Regions from separate parts of the Mus musculus genome. Here region 1 is linked to region 2. A link is a contact called in public HiChIP or PLAC-seq data. All regions are on one chromosome and are shown on one strand. The core of a region is the stretch at or near the end of the contact, and the rest is flanking DNA. Distances in the headings are between cores, read along the strand shown.

Region 1 (7,301 bases), core at 3,294-5,793, 67 kb after region 2:
CTGGATGCTTCTATGCCAGAGAATTACCTCAATGATTCAGTCTCTTCAGGTACCACCCCTGGCCCGAGTCTCCCTGAGCCCACTCATCCTGCAGGATGTTTCTAGATGAATGTCCCTGGACATCGCTTGACAGTCTTGTCTCCATCCCAGTGTTAGCAGCCTCCTGGAAGCAGCTTTGTGTCTCTATCTTAACCTTCCCACCACATCCTACAGAGTCCACACACATCTGGCGGCTCACAGCTGCTCCAGGGCCTTCCTCCTAGACCTGACCCTGTGACTGCCTTCTCTACCACTAGACTTTGTCCACCCCCTCACCTCTGCCCCACAGGTTTCTGAGGCATAGATTCTTCACAGTGATGTCTCTGAAATTCCCAGGGCATCTGGAGAAATTTAAATTCCCTCACACTAGGTTAGGTAACAGGGTAGAATATAATAATCCCCTAGAAACTGAAACCAGACTGAGTATCTGTGTTTGGGGAGTAGGGTGGGCCATCCCACTGCTATGAGGGCCAAGATAGTAGATGAAGACAGAATGTGGGGCTACTTTCATCAGACAGTCACAGTGGGACCCTTTCCTAGGCACACAGTGTGAGAGTGGCCAGTGGGAAGCAACTCAGTGCAGGGGACGGATGTGCTTTGAGAAGGTGAACTAGGTTGTTTCTTAAAACAGCCTTGTAAATAAGAGCTGAGGCTGTGTGGTGGTTTGAATACGCTTGGCCCAGGGAGTGGCACTATTAGGAGGTGTCACCTTGTTGGAGTAGGTGTGTCACTATGGGTGTGGGCTTTAATACCCTAGTCCTAGCTGCTGGGAAGCCAATATTCTAGCAGCCTTCAAATGAAGATGTAGAATTCTCAACTCCTCCTGCACCATGCCTGCCTGGATGCTGCCATTCTCCCACCTTGGTGATAATGGACTGAACCTCTAAATCTGTAAGCCAGCCCCAATTAAATGTTGTCCTTATAAGAGTTGCCTTGGTCCTGGTGTCTGTTCAGAGCAGTAAGATCCTAAGACAGGCTGCCATTGCTGATCACAGCTATGATCAACAAGTCACTCTCCTCCTCCTGAGTAGTGTCCTAGCCAACATTTCCCAGCCTTCCTGTCTAAGTCCCAGCCAATGGACTGTGAAGTAGAGTGACTTTAAGGCCTGTGGGAGGACATTCTGAGGTAACAGAACCACACAGGGGAAGGACCTAGGTCCTCGGTGACTGTGTGAGACAGAGCCACTGCTGTTGCCCCTAGTTGACTTTCAAAGTTAGGGGTGGATTCTGTTACAAGGCACTAAGACAGTAGGGGTGTCACAGTGTAGCAGTTAGCTTGTCTTGACTAGCCCACCATTTCTGCCACCCAGTGGTAGGGGGTGTATATGTCCCTGGTTCCTCTTTATCTTTCTGTCGGGTCAGAGGGCATTTTCTGGCCTTCTAAACTGACTTTTTTTTTCTTTAAAACTAACTTTTTAATGATATAAACAGTCCGCAACGCCCTCTCCCTTTTCGGTAAAAGATAAAAATTTGGAAGTATTAACAGTTAAGCTTAAATCCCATCTGAGTTCCTCTCACCCACTCCCAACACAGCAATGTTCCCTCCCCTCAGACTTAAGGCTGTTGTGGCTAAAGGTCTCCAATTTAAAACAGAGCCAATCCCTCCTAGCAGCGGGGGCTGTGGATCCTGAGGTGGCCTGGCCACTTCCTGTAGCCAGGCAGGAACCCCACTGGAGGGAGAGGGACACCAAACCACCTACAAAACGTTCGACCCAAAATTTATCCTGTTTATAAGAAATGCAGGGATAGGATGGAGCAGAGATTGAGGGAGTGGTCAACCAATAACTGGCCCAACTAGAGACCCATCCCATGGGCAAGCACCAATCCCTGACACTACTCATGATGTTCTGTTCTGTTTGCACATAGGAGCCTAGCATGGCTGTCCTCTGAGAGGCTCACCCAGCATCTGACTAAAACAGATGCAGAGACCCACAGCCAAACATTAATGAACCTCAGGGAGTGTTATTTCTGTAAGAGTTAGGGGAAGGATTGAGGGACCCAAAGAGGACAGGGACTCCATAGGAAGACCAATAGAGTCAACTAACCTGGACATGGGGGCTCCCTGAGGCTGATCCACCAACCAAAGAGCAAACATGGGCTGGACCTAGGCACCTTGCACATATGTAACAGATGTGTAGCTTGGTCTTCATGCTGGTCCTCCAATAACTGGAGCAGGAGCTGTCCCTGACTCTGTTGCCTGCCTGTGGATGCCTCCTCCCCCCCACTCTGGGCTGCCTTGTCTGGCCTCAGTGGGAGAGGATGCCCCTAGTCCTGCAGTGACTTGATTCGCCAGGGTCAGGGTGGGTATAATACCTACAGGGGGCCTCCCCTTTCTCAAAGGACAAGAGGGGGGAGGAATGGGGAAGGATCTGCATGAGGGATTACTGGGAGGAGAGGTGGGGCTGACATTGGAATGTAAAGTGAATAAATAAATTAAAAAAAATAAAGGTATCTGCATTATAGTTTCTCAACAAACAAACAAAAACAAAGCAGAGGCACTCATATCAGACTTGGCAAACATAGCTGTTAAGAGCCACAAAGGAAGATCTGTCACACAGGGGTCACAGATGGCAGCAATGACCACAGGACAACTTTCCAAACCTCAACTTACTACAACAACCACAGGAGGAGAGCTGGGAGTGCAGGGACAGCTAGCTGAATCTGTACGAACACTCTCCAATGCTGACAGTGTGAAACACACAAGTCATCACCATAGCCCACAGGCTTCCCCGGCAGCTGCTGTCACTCCAGAGTTTACCAGCTCCCAGCATCAGCATCTAAACAACCCATGACGCTGTTCTCTTTCCCAATAAACCCCCAACCTCTCTGATTTACCTGTTTGCTTGCCTGCTTATTCTAAGACGGAGTCTCATGTAGCCCAGGCTGGCCTCAGGCTTACTATGTACCAGGCTGGCCTTGAACTACTGACCACTCCCACCTCTGTCTCCTAGTTGCTGAGATTGCAGACTGTGCCACTATGCCCAACCCCAATCCCAGCCTGTTCTTTTGTTCTTTGGACATACCAGCAGGCACCCTGATTTGATATGTATGTTCCAAGTATGTTCAATGTAATATTCTTTGTATATTCCCAAATAAATCCTTTGTTTGGAGACATATCAATGATTTCATGTTGAAATCAGTCTTATTTCCATTTGAATTGTCTTTTTAAGTATTTTTTTAACATAAATATATGGTTTCTGACTATCTCTCTTGTCCCTACCTAGCTTAGTGTTCCTTTGGAGTGAAGAGACACCATGACCAACCCACCTCTTATAAATGACATTTAGTTGGGGCTGGCTTACAGGTTCTGAGGTTCAGTCCATTATCATCACAGCAGGAAGCATGGCAGCATGCAGGCAGGCGTGGCACAGAAATAGCTGAGAGTTCTACATCTTGTTCTGAAGGCAAACAGAAGACTGAGTTCCTCAGGCAGCTAGGAGGAGGTTCTCTTCCTCAATGGGTGGAGCCTGAGCACAGGAGATCTCCAAAGCCCACTGCCACAGTGACACACTTCCTCCAACAAGTCCATACCTCCTAGCAATACAACTCTCTATAGGCCAAGTGTATTCAAACCATCACACTACCTATAAAGTGTGTGTGTGTGTGTGTATGTATGTATGTATGTATGTATGTGTGTGTGTGTATGTGTGTATGTGAATGTGTATGGTGTGTGTGAATGGGTGTGTATGTGTGTGTGTGTGTTTATGTGTGTGTGTATGTATGTGTGTGTGTGGATGCATGTGTATGTGTGTGTATGTTTATATGTGTGTGAATGTGCGTGTGAATGTGTGTATGAATGTGTGTGTGGTGTATGTGTGTGTGTATGTGTGTGAATGTGTGTGTGGTGTGTGTGTGTGTATGTGTGTGTGAATGTGTGTGTGGTGTGTTTATGTGTGTGTTTATGTGTGTGTGTATGTGTTTGTTTATGTGCGTGTATGTGTGTGTTTATGTGTGTGTGTATGTATGTGTGTATGTTTGTATGTGTGTGTGTGAATGTGTGTGTTTATGTGTGTGGTGTGTGTGTGTGTGAATGTGTGTGTGTATGTGTGTGTGTGTGTGTGTGTGTACCTCTGGGTTCACATGCACATGTGGGTTGTATGTAGAGGCCAGTGTTTGATCTCTCTCTTTCCACCTTCTTTTTCTGAGGCGAGGTCACTGAAGCTGGTCTTCATTGGTTGGCTAATGTAGCTGGCCAGTGAAGTCATCCTGTTTCCTGTCTTGACACGAGCACTGAGGTTACAGGCATGTGCCACCACTCCCAGCTTTACACCGGTGCTGGGGATCTGCAACAGTACTTTTTGGCTACTTTATTGGGTTCTTATATCTACCACCCTTCTCTACCCTGATCCCTTCCAACCCTCCAACACTAGGTAGGCAAGAAAGAAGGTTATGGGGGATGGGAGAGGAAGGGGTATAGATCTCTTTAGACTACCTCCTACTGATTAGGGGCATCTAGTTTCTTGGAGCAAATCCAATATTCACCTGGCAGGGGATCTCCAGCCAACAGCCAGCAATAGCAGCAGCAGCAGCAGCAGCAGCAGCAGCATTAGCAGGAACCAGCACTGACAGCCACCACCACAGTGTCTCTTAGGACTCTGGCACTTTTATAACCTCTCAAGGGTCCCCAGGATTCCAAACATAAACAGTCTTCAGCTGGCAAAATCACACCTCTGCCAGAGCATGAGACAACTCATAGTTCGTGGCTGTGGACAATCTGAAGCAGCCCCATAGCTCACATCTGGTATCAAAACGAAAACACACTCACGTAACACTTCTGTGTTTCAGAAGAAAGCAAATCCTCACTTTCAGGGATCCAAACACAGACCCTCACGTTTGCAGAGCAGGCAATGTTTCCTCTGGAGGTGCCCTGCCAGACACCCTGTTCAGCCTCTGTTTTACTTCCTGTCTCATCGGCTCAACAGCACCTCTGCCTAAGAACTCAAGAGACTTGCTTTGGTCTCCTAAATGGCAGCCCACGTCTATTTTGGCTTATTCGATGTATCCCCGATTAGTGGATATTTAGGGTTTCATTCTCTGTTTATTATGAATTACAAAAGGAAATGTAAAGGTAGTTTTTATTCTTGTGTATGTTTGCATGTGTGTTTGTGATGTGTGTGTGTCCACAGAGGCCAGAAGAGGGCACTGGATTCCCTGGAACTGCAGTTAACACTTGATGAGCCATTTGATGCTGGGACCCAACCAGGTCCCCTAGCATGACCACAAGAACCCTGGGGCCACTGAGTTGCCTCGCCAGTCCCAGGCTTTCTCTCTATGGACAGCACCCTCATAGGGGCCCCCATGCAAATGCCCTCTCTAGAAAAGAGATTGGCAATTTGATTTTTATTTATTTATTTTGTCCTTCAAATTTGTTGTATGGATTTGCATTATTGCCAATAGTATTTGAGAGTCCCTACTTCTGTGCACCCTCACGAACATTTAATGTCAAACCTTAATTTTTTTAAAACCAAGCTGACGAGTAAAATATGTTTCGTGGTAGCTTAATGGTTTAGTCCCTTGATTGCTACTGAAAATGAACATTCTTCAAGTTTATTGGCCATTTGAACTTCCTTTTCTATAAATCGACTTTTTCTTTTTTTATCATTTGCTGGGTGTTCTATTGGGCCATTTGTCTTTTTCTTATTGATTTGTTAGAATTCTTTATATATTCTGGATGCTAATCCCTTATCTGCAATATAAATTGCAAATATTTTCTCCCTGGAGATAGCTGTTTCTAGCTTGTTTATGGTGTGTCTTGTCACACTGAAGTTTTACATGGTAGCCGAGCACATCTATCAACTGCTTCTTTTACTCTGCTTGCCTTGGGTCCTGCTGGTTTCAGCTGTGACGTGGTGGGCCAAGTTAAACTGTCAGGAACACAAGCCCTGGGGACCGGGGAGCTTTTCTGACTCCCTCCTCAAGACATCAGCTTGAGGGGCAGTGGGGGCAGACGCGGGGAGCAGATGCTGAGAGGGAGAAGGAAGGCATCTGTCTTTCAGTGGGGAGCCAGGAGTAGTACTTCAGTGCTGGTGAGGCCAGGCACACAGCTTCCGTTCCAAGCCCTTCTGTTTTTCATGTATCGTCAACTGCTTTCTCACATTTCAGTTTTATTGGATTCTTTAATTAATATATATATATATATATATATTACACTACTTGTGCATATTTGTGAGCATATACACCATGAAGCATGGTGGAGAGGTCAGAGGACAACTTGAGAGAGTCAGTGCTCTTCTTCTGTCACATAAGTCCCAGGGATCGAACTCAGGTTCTCAGGCTTGGCAGCAAGCGCCTTTACCTGATGGACCACAGTTTTCATCGAATTCTTCACCAACCAAATGCTCCTGGGTTTTTGCTTTTTCTTCCGCCATTCAGTTCGGTTCTTTGGCTTTCAAAGCAGGGGAAAGGAACAATTGGGGCATTATTCACAGTCGGCCTGTGTGCTCAGCTGTTTGCCGGCCCTCTTACCAGTCAGGATCAGCCAGGCTGAGCCGTAGGAACAAAGACTGCCAAAGTTCCAGGGACTCGCAACGCCAACGTCTATGTCTCCCTTGTGCTCTGTGTTCAGAGTGAGCTAAGCTTGGCAGCCTGAGCTTTGTCGCTTTGTTTTTCTTCCAGGATCCATACCAGAACTTATTTTGGGGGGTGGGGGTGGGGGGTCTGGAACATGTTGTTTCAATAGGAAAAGGGATGTGGCAAGCACAGCCTGGCTCTCACAGTCGCCATTTACTGAGACATGCCACTTCCAGTCACATTTCATTGGCCAAAAATAGTTTGTGGGGTTAACATTGACTTTACAGGACTGGGGCAAGAGTGACTGACAGCATCATCTAGGGGGCTCTGTTCTTTTGGCCATTTCTGTCTCCTAGGTATAGAACATGCTCGTCTTTAGGCAAACAATCCAATGTTCTAATCAGCTACTAGTCAGGCTCATGCTTAAAGTTCACCACTTCGTATAATGAATGGGATGCCCTTATCAGAGAAGAGAGCGCTTGAGTTCTCAATTTCTCTTTATGCTTTTCTCTGACTCTCTGTTTCTCTGTCTTTGTCTCTCTCTGTCTGTCTCTGTCTCTCTCTCTGTTTCTCTCTGTGCCTCTGTCTCTGTGTCTCTCTCTGTCTCTGTGTGTCTCTGTCTCTGTCTCTCTCTCTCTGTATAACATGCACGTGTGTATCCTTGCACGTGGAAGCCAGAGGTCAGCCTCAGGCATTGTTCTGCTGGAGTGGTTCACCTTATTTGTTTAGTGAAAGAGATATTTGAGTTATTC
Region 2 (6,882 bases), core at 1,071-3,570:
CAAGTTGTCCTCGGACCTACACACACACACACACACACACACACTCTCACTCTCTCTCTCTCTCTCTCTCTCTCACACACACACACACACACACACACACACTCTCTCTCTCTCTCTCTCTCACACTCACACACACACACTCACACTCTCACACACACACACACTCTCTCTCTCTCTCTCACTCACTCACTCAAGGAGTTTAGAGGGAGAGGGAGAGGGAGAGGGGGAGGGGGGAGGGGTGCTCCACAGTGAGGTGACTTTGGTACCAAAGCCTGAGAACACACAATGTCCCAGGTGCTAGGAGTTCTGCTTGCAGGCAGACTCTGAGAACATGGTGAGTTGTCCCTTGTCCCTTCACTGAGGATGCCTGGCTTCTGAGGGCTGCTGAGGGAGAAGGGTCCCACAGACCACATGAGGCACATTCATCACAGGGAAGGACACATGATAAACACATAAATGAACAGGAGTTAATGCAATGCCTGACAGTACGTTTTTAGAAGGATAACTGACAGCAACTTGGAGAGAACGGGGAGGTGTGCTCTGCAGCAGCTCAGCCTGGCTTCTGGATGGGAAGAAAGTGACCTGGAGACCTGCAGGCAGGCAGGCAGGCAGGCAGCAGGCAGGCAGGCAGGCAGGCAGGCAGGCAGGCAGGCAGGCAGGGAGGGAGGGAGGGAGGCAGGCAGGCAGGCAGGCAGCAGGCAGGCAGCAGCAGGCAGGCAGGCAGGCAGGCAGGCAGCAGCAGGCAGGCAGGCAGGCAGGGAAGAATGGAGGAAGGGAGTCCCTCCTGGAGAAGATGGAGGAGCCAGGTGTGGGGACCAGTCTGTGTTTTCACTAGGGCTCTCTGTTCATAAAGACAAACAAGAGGAAGAAATTTCTTACAGGACAGAGACTGCTCACGGGGTCCAGTTTTGTGTTTTAACAGCTGTGGACAGAAGAGGAGCTAGAAACTAAAATGCAAAGCACTGTTTGGCTTTAACAGTGGAGGCTGAGGATATACAGAGATACACAAGGCTGGCTGGTGGCCACCTGCAGTGGCTCACTCAGCAGGGCAAGCGTGAGAACAGGAGTCTGGATCATCAGAAGCCAGGTAAAAGCCACAGAGATGTGGAACCCAGCCTGTTGCTCCAGCTCAGTGCATGGGAGGTGAGCTGGGGGAATCCCACAGCAAGCTGACTAGGCACAGGCCAAAATTGTGAGCCCCAGATTCTGTGAGAAACCCTGCTTCAATACATAAGGGGGAGAGCGATCAAAGAGGGCAGCAGAGCACATATGTATACACACTCATCCACACAGCACTCACACACAGAAACATGCAAACACACACACACACAAATTCATGCAAATAAATATATAACGACAGAGCATTTTAAACCGTTCCTTTGCTTTGCTAGTGTATGTCACTTTTTTTTTTTTTTGGTCAATGAACACTTACAGCTTTTATGGAAAAACAACAATTGTAAGCTTTACTTGATGAGGTGAGAAATTGAAAATCTGCTAGACTGCAACTTGAGAAAATCCTGTGAATGAACTGGGGCCCAGCTAAACATGTAGGATGCAGAGGGCCAGCTGAGGAGGAAGAGCAGTCTCCAGGGGACCTGCTCACACCTGCGGTTTCAGGAAGGCCCACCCACAACTCAAAGGTGAGTTTGGCAGACAGGGCAGTTGGAGGTGGAGGGGGGCAGGAAATTCTGCAGACATTCCAGGGGCAACTTCTGGCTGATGCTCTGAAGTTCAAAGGCTGCACAATGGCAGCTTGGCTCAGGCAGGCCTGCAGAAGCCTCACATCCTCTGTCAGACAAGGCTGAGCCGGCCTGAAGGCTGGGAGCTGAGGCGAGGCCCAGGTGAGATCAAGGGCAGGCTGTGCCCCTGGCTTGCATCATGGACTCCCGGCTGCTTTTGTGTCCATTCATAACTTTGATTTCTGCATGGAGAACTTAGGTCAGCCACAGGCCTTCTGCTGAAATGTCTAACATCTCTCAGAAATGAATGCCTGGCTCTGTCCTGAAGACTGGAGTTTCTGCCAGCCTCAGGGTGGGTTTCTCTCCCACAAGGCCCAGGACCCTCAGCCCTCCCATCCTTTGTGCCCTGGCTGCCTGCTCCCCTTGTTCTCTCCTCAGACATGTCTTCTCTACCCTGGCTCCTGCCAGCCCCTAACAGCTCCATGACAGAATGATCTTGTTGTCTGGGCTGCGGCGGAAGGACCCCCATCACACAGACCCTGTGAACTCAGCAGGCAGAACCAGGATTTCTGGAGTGAGTTGTAGCTGAGCTCAGGTCCTGACTCTGCTGCTCACAGACATTTCCCAGAGTCATACTGACTCATTCCACCCCATCAAAACGCGGAAATATGAATGAGTAGGCCCCATGGGATTATTGGTTAGGACCAAATAAAACACAGAAGATCACTTATCTACTACGAGATTCCCTGTCAGACCTGTTACAATACTGAAACAGACAGATAGGCAACATTGCAAGGGCATGGGCCCTGCTGGCCCTGAAACCTGGTATGATCACTGGAAATGGCAGGGTAGTTCCTCATGGTATCACCACAGGACTCAGCAGTTCCTCCTCTGAGTATATTCTCAAGAGAACTGAACACATGCACACACAACATGCTCATGAGGTAAGTCGCTGAACAGTGGAAACAACACAAATGTCCACTGTCAAACGGACATCGCGGAGTTACAGTGGAGTATCACTGGACCACGAGAAGGCAATGAAGCCCCAATATAACACGCCATAGAAGCACTATGCTAGGAAAAACAAGACAGTCACAAACCACACACTGTGGTTTGCTCTCCTACAATGTCCCAGAAGAGACAATCCTTAGAGATACAAAGGAAGGAAGTGGTCGCTGTCAGAGGGAGGGGAGCCAGGAACAAAGATCTATGATTAAATATTGGTAATTGTTGGGCAGCTCTGTGTATATTCTAAAATGGACTGAACAGTAATAAACCATAGAATATGAACTGTCAATAAAGCACTTAGCAGGAGACCTGGCACAGGGCACACACTCATCACCTCTGGCCCTCAATTCAAGGGTTCTATTTTATCCAGTGGATGCTTTCCCAAGCATCTAGCCCAAAGACTTAGTAATAATACGCACTCAGACATTTGCCAAATGGCAGAATTTTAAAACTGGAACATGGACAATGGCAAGATTGGTGTTTGGTATGGCAGAGGCCACCAGAGGCAGCTTTCCCCATGCAGAGCTTACGTGTCAGCTACAGTAGCCTCTCGGGCTGGGCAGAAGAGAAAGAAGCAGAGCCACAATCCCAGCAGAAACCCTGGAGGTGCAGCAGTGATCATGGCCCCGAGGAGGCCCTTCCTGGCAGGGAACTCAGGGACTAGGACTCAGGAGAGGAGAGGCTGCCAGAGAGAAAGGGCCTGGCCAGAAGTGTCTAGCTTTTACCACACCCAGGTGGCCAGGGCAGAGCTGGGCCCCAGGCCTCCACAGAGCTGTGGGAAATGGTCTGGTGGCCTAGAGAGGTCCTCACAGCTTATGAGCATGCAAAGGAGAACCAAAGGTGCTCTTGGTTCTGGAGCACCTGGGGACCCTAAGGGTGGAGGCAAAGACTACGCAATCAACAGCATAAAGACACTACTGTGGCCACCACAGAACAGGAACAACAAAATCAAGCAAAACTTGAAAACTTTCAGCAGAAAATAGATCTTTGCTTCAGCAGAAGGAATGATTAAAGAAGTAGACATGTGTACAAGGGTTCTGATTTATTTTATTCCTCTAAAATAAATTGGTGTTCTCGTGGGTGACAGATGACCACCTCAGGTGTCATCCCTCAGGCGCTTCCCCAGTTTTACTTTTGAAACAGGGTCTCTCGTTGTCCTGGAACTATCCAAGTAGGCCAGGCTGGATGAACAGTGAGCCTCGGGGATGTCCCTGTCTCTGTTTCCCTAATGCTAGGCTTAAATGGGCATAACCACCACACCCAGCTTTTTAAAACTTATTATCATTTTTTTTAAGATTTATTTATTTATTTTAATGGATATGAGTGATTTGTCTTCACAGACACCAGAAGAGGGCATCAGATCCCATTACAGATGGTTGTGAGCCACCATTTGGTTGCTGGGAATTTAATTCACGACCTCTGGAAGAGAAGTTAGTGATCTTAAAAACTGAGCCATCTCTCCAGCCCCTTTCAAAAAAATTTTAATAAGGTATTCTGGAGATCAAATTCAAGTCCTTATACTATCTATCCAGCTGTAAGAACAAAACCCTCAAACTACAAAGGACACATGTGCTGGCTGGTTTTATATTAATTTGACACAAGCTAGAGTTACTAGAAAGGAGGGACTCTCTATTGAGAAAATGCCTCCATAAGATCGGGCTGTGGGCAAGCCTGTAGGCCTTTTTCTTAATTAGTGATGGGGTGGGGGCAGCCCATTGTGGGTGGTGCCATCCCTGGCTGGTGGTCTTGATTTCTATAAGAAAGCAGGCTGAGCAGACCATGGGAAACAAGTCAGTAAGCAGCGCCCTTCCATGGTCTCTGGTCAGTTCCTGCTCCAGGTTCTCACCCTGTTTGAGTTCCTGTCCTGACTTCCTTCAGTAACGGACTACACACAGTATGGAAGTGTAAGCCAAGAAATCCCTCTCCTCCCTAGCTTGCTTTCGGTCATGGTGTTTCATCACAGCAATAGAACCCTAACCCAGACAGGATCTGTATCCAGCAGTACATAGCCCATGTGGGTGAACAGCCAAAATAAGAATATAGAGAACTCCTCAATTCAGGAAGATTAAAAAACAAGACTGGAGCTGGAGAGATGGCTCAGGAGTCAAGGGCACTGTTTTTCCAGAGGACCCAAGTTTAATTCCCAGCACCCACATGGCAGCTCACAACTCTGTAACTCCAGCTCCAGGGTAGCTGACATCCTCGAACAGACATGAACTTGGGCAAAACATCAGTGCACATAAAATAAATAAATCGTAAAAAGAAAGAAAGCTGGAGACGCCGTAGAAGAAAACAGCTCACCTCTGAAGAAAATGCAAATTCAAAATGGTTGTGACTTCTATTCACGGGAAATGTCTGACAAAGCTCTATGTCCACTGGAGGTCAGGCGAGTGGGCCTCTGTGTCAGAGTGGAGCCTGACCTGTCACATTACTTCAGAGGACTCCTCTCCACAGCCAGGCAGGAGCAAAGGATCCAGCATGACTACCACAAAACTGTTCCAGAAGAAACTGCAAGCAAACCCTGAGACTATGACTTCAGTGCTCTTCATGGCTGTGGGAAACTACTGGAAAGAACCCACATCCCACAGGAGTAGCAGACTTAAGTTCAAGTCCATTCACAAAATAGAAGTCCATGCAGTCTTCTAAGGCCGTGCACTAAGGCCACACACATGAGCAATGGCAACCCTTGGGAACAGACTTGGGGTGGGGGAGGAGCAAGCTGGAGACTACTCCAAGCATATTATCCATGCCTGGACTAGAACCCAGGCAAATTGGAACCAGAAGAAACACAAGTGTATCCAAAACCAACTAGAAGCAGTGCAAATTCTTGGAAGAAAGGGGCATAGTGCCCCCCCCACCCCCAGCTTTATTTTCTTTACTAGAGAGCTGCTTGAGCCTAGTAGACCTTTTAGTCTTGAGGAGGCTGCCTATGGTCCTTTAGACATTTGTTACACTGTTTCTGATGCTTTCCCATATATTTGAAATGTTTGTAACATAATTTTTATTTAAAAAACTCATACATAGTGGCACCTGCCTTTAGTCCCAGCAGAAGCAGGTTTGAGACCAGCCTGGTCCACACAGTGCGAACAGTCCCAGAACAGGCAAGAGGTCAAGAGTAGAGAGAACCTAGCTCAAAAAAAAAACAAAACAACACAAAAAAACAAAAACAAAACTCAGACAGTGGACCCAGAAAAGATTCAAATACTAATGAGCTGTGCATAAGGAACACAGAGAACAAAATTTGCTGACTGAAAGTCATCTTGTGTAAGATACAGAAGTGGTGTGAGAGCCAGGGCCAGCTATGGGTGAGGTACGGTGCTGGTGTGGAGTCTCACAGAGAGCCCAGGCTCTGTGAGGAACACTAGCTGGCTCCTCTGTTTTGGAGGCTAGAACTAAGAGAGAGCTGAGGTTAGGCCACTGCCATCTGTCACTCACCATCCGTGGTGGGCTAGTCTCTCAGGCAGGTGGAAACAGAAGCCAGCCACTAGGGAGAGGGCAGGATGTCTAACACAGTTTTGGGTCTGTGTAACTGGACTGGGGAAGGGGACAGGTGCTACAGGAGCTGAATCAGAGCCTGCAGAGCCCACACTGCAAAGGGGAGAGGCTGCAGGGCAGAGCGACAATCAGGGTATGAGCAATCCAGCACAGGCTACAGGAGAGCAGGCGGAGGCCTCAGCTGGTACTGTAGACACAGAGGAAAACGAGTTACAAACTGATGGACACACAACACTGGGAAGGAGGAGGCGGGGATGGGAGCAAGACCTAGAGACCTGTGACCTGTGAGAGAGACTAGCTGTGGGGAGCTGGAGATGATGGAGAGGGACAGAGGGACAACCCAGGGAAGGGACAGCAGGACAGGAAAGGCGCTGGTCATGTCTGCTTGCCCAGGGACAGCAGAAAGATTTCATGTCCAGGCGAGGGTAAAGGAGGAAGAGACTGGGAGCTGGAGAGATAGCTCAAAAGTTAGGAGCACTGGCTGCTCTTCCAGAGGACTTAGATTTGACTCCCAGCACCCACATGGTGGTTTATAACCATCTGTAACTGTAGCCCTAGGGACTCCAATGCCCTCTTCTGGCCTCTGTGGGCACCAAGTACACATTAGGTACAAGTAGGCAAAACACCCATAGCATACATACATACATACATGCATGCATACATACATACATTCATGCATGCATATACTATAATGCAACCA

What was found. HiChIP or PLAC-seq counts read pairs in DNA pulled down with a chosen protein or histone mark.
Region 1: a contact with region 2 is called in an H3K27ac HiChIP or PLAC-seq map of the HPC-7 cell line, with 6 times the contacts expected there. The contact joins two enhancer-like sites. A contact is called at or near these places in 5 of 484 Hi-C or Micro-C datasets (CD4 T cells, group 2 innate lymphoid cells, nephron progenitors and 2 more), 1 of 115 datasets of contacts at active chromatin or transcription factors (the HPC-7 cell line) and 1 of 9 other capture datasets (liver).

Annotation. Positions count from the first base shown.
Region 1 is chr2:33,910,283-33,917,583 of GRCm38.p6, forward strand. No RefSeq gene overlaps it. Among named protein-coding and RNA genes, the nearest start is that of Gm39792, 5.5 kb to the left of the region's middle. Within about 2 kb of position 4,544, at least 28 of the 459 cell types and tissues checked have an H3K27ac peak or open chromatin away from gene starts, as enhancers often do. A contact at or near this core is called in the HPC-7 cell line, where this site is marked.
Region 2 is chr2:33,845,066-33,851,947 of GRCm38.p6, forward strand. The region is part of intron 2 of Mvb12b (multivesicular body subunit 12B); the gene reads right to left. Among named protein-coding and RNA genes, the nearest start is that of Mvb12b, 39 kb to the right of the region's middle. Within about 2 kb of position 2,321, at least 76 of the 459 cell types and tissues checked have an H3K27ac peak or open chromatin away from gene starts, as enhancers often do. A contact at or near this core is called in the HPC-7 cell line, where this site is marked.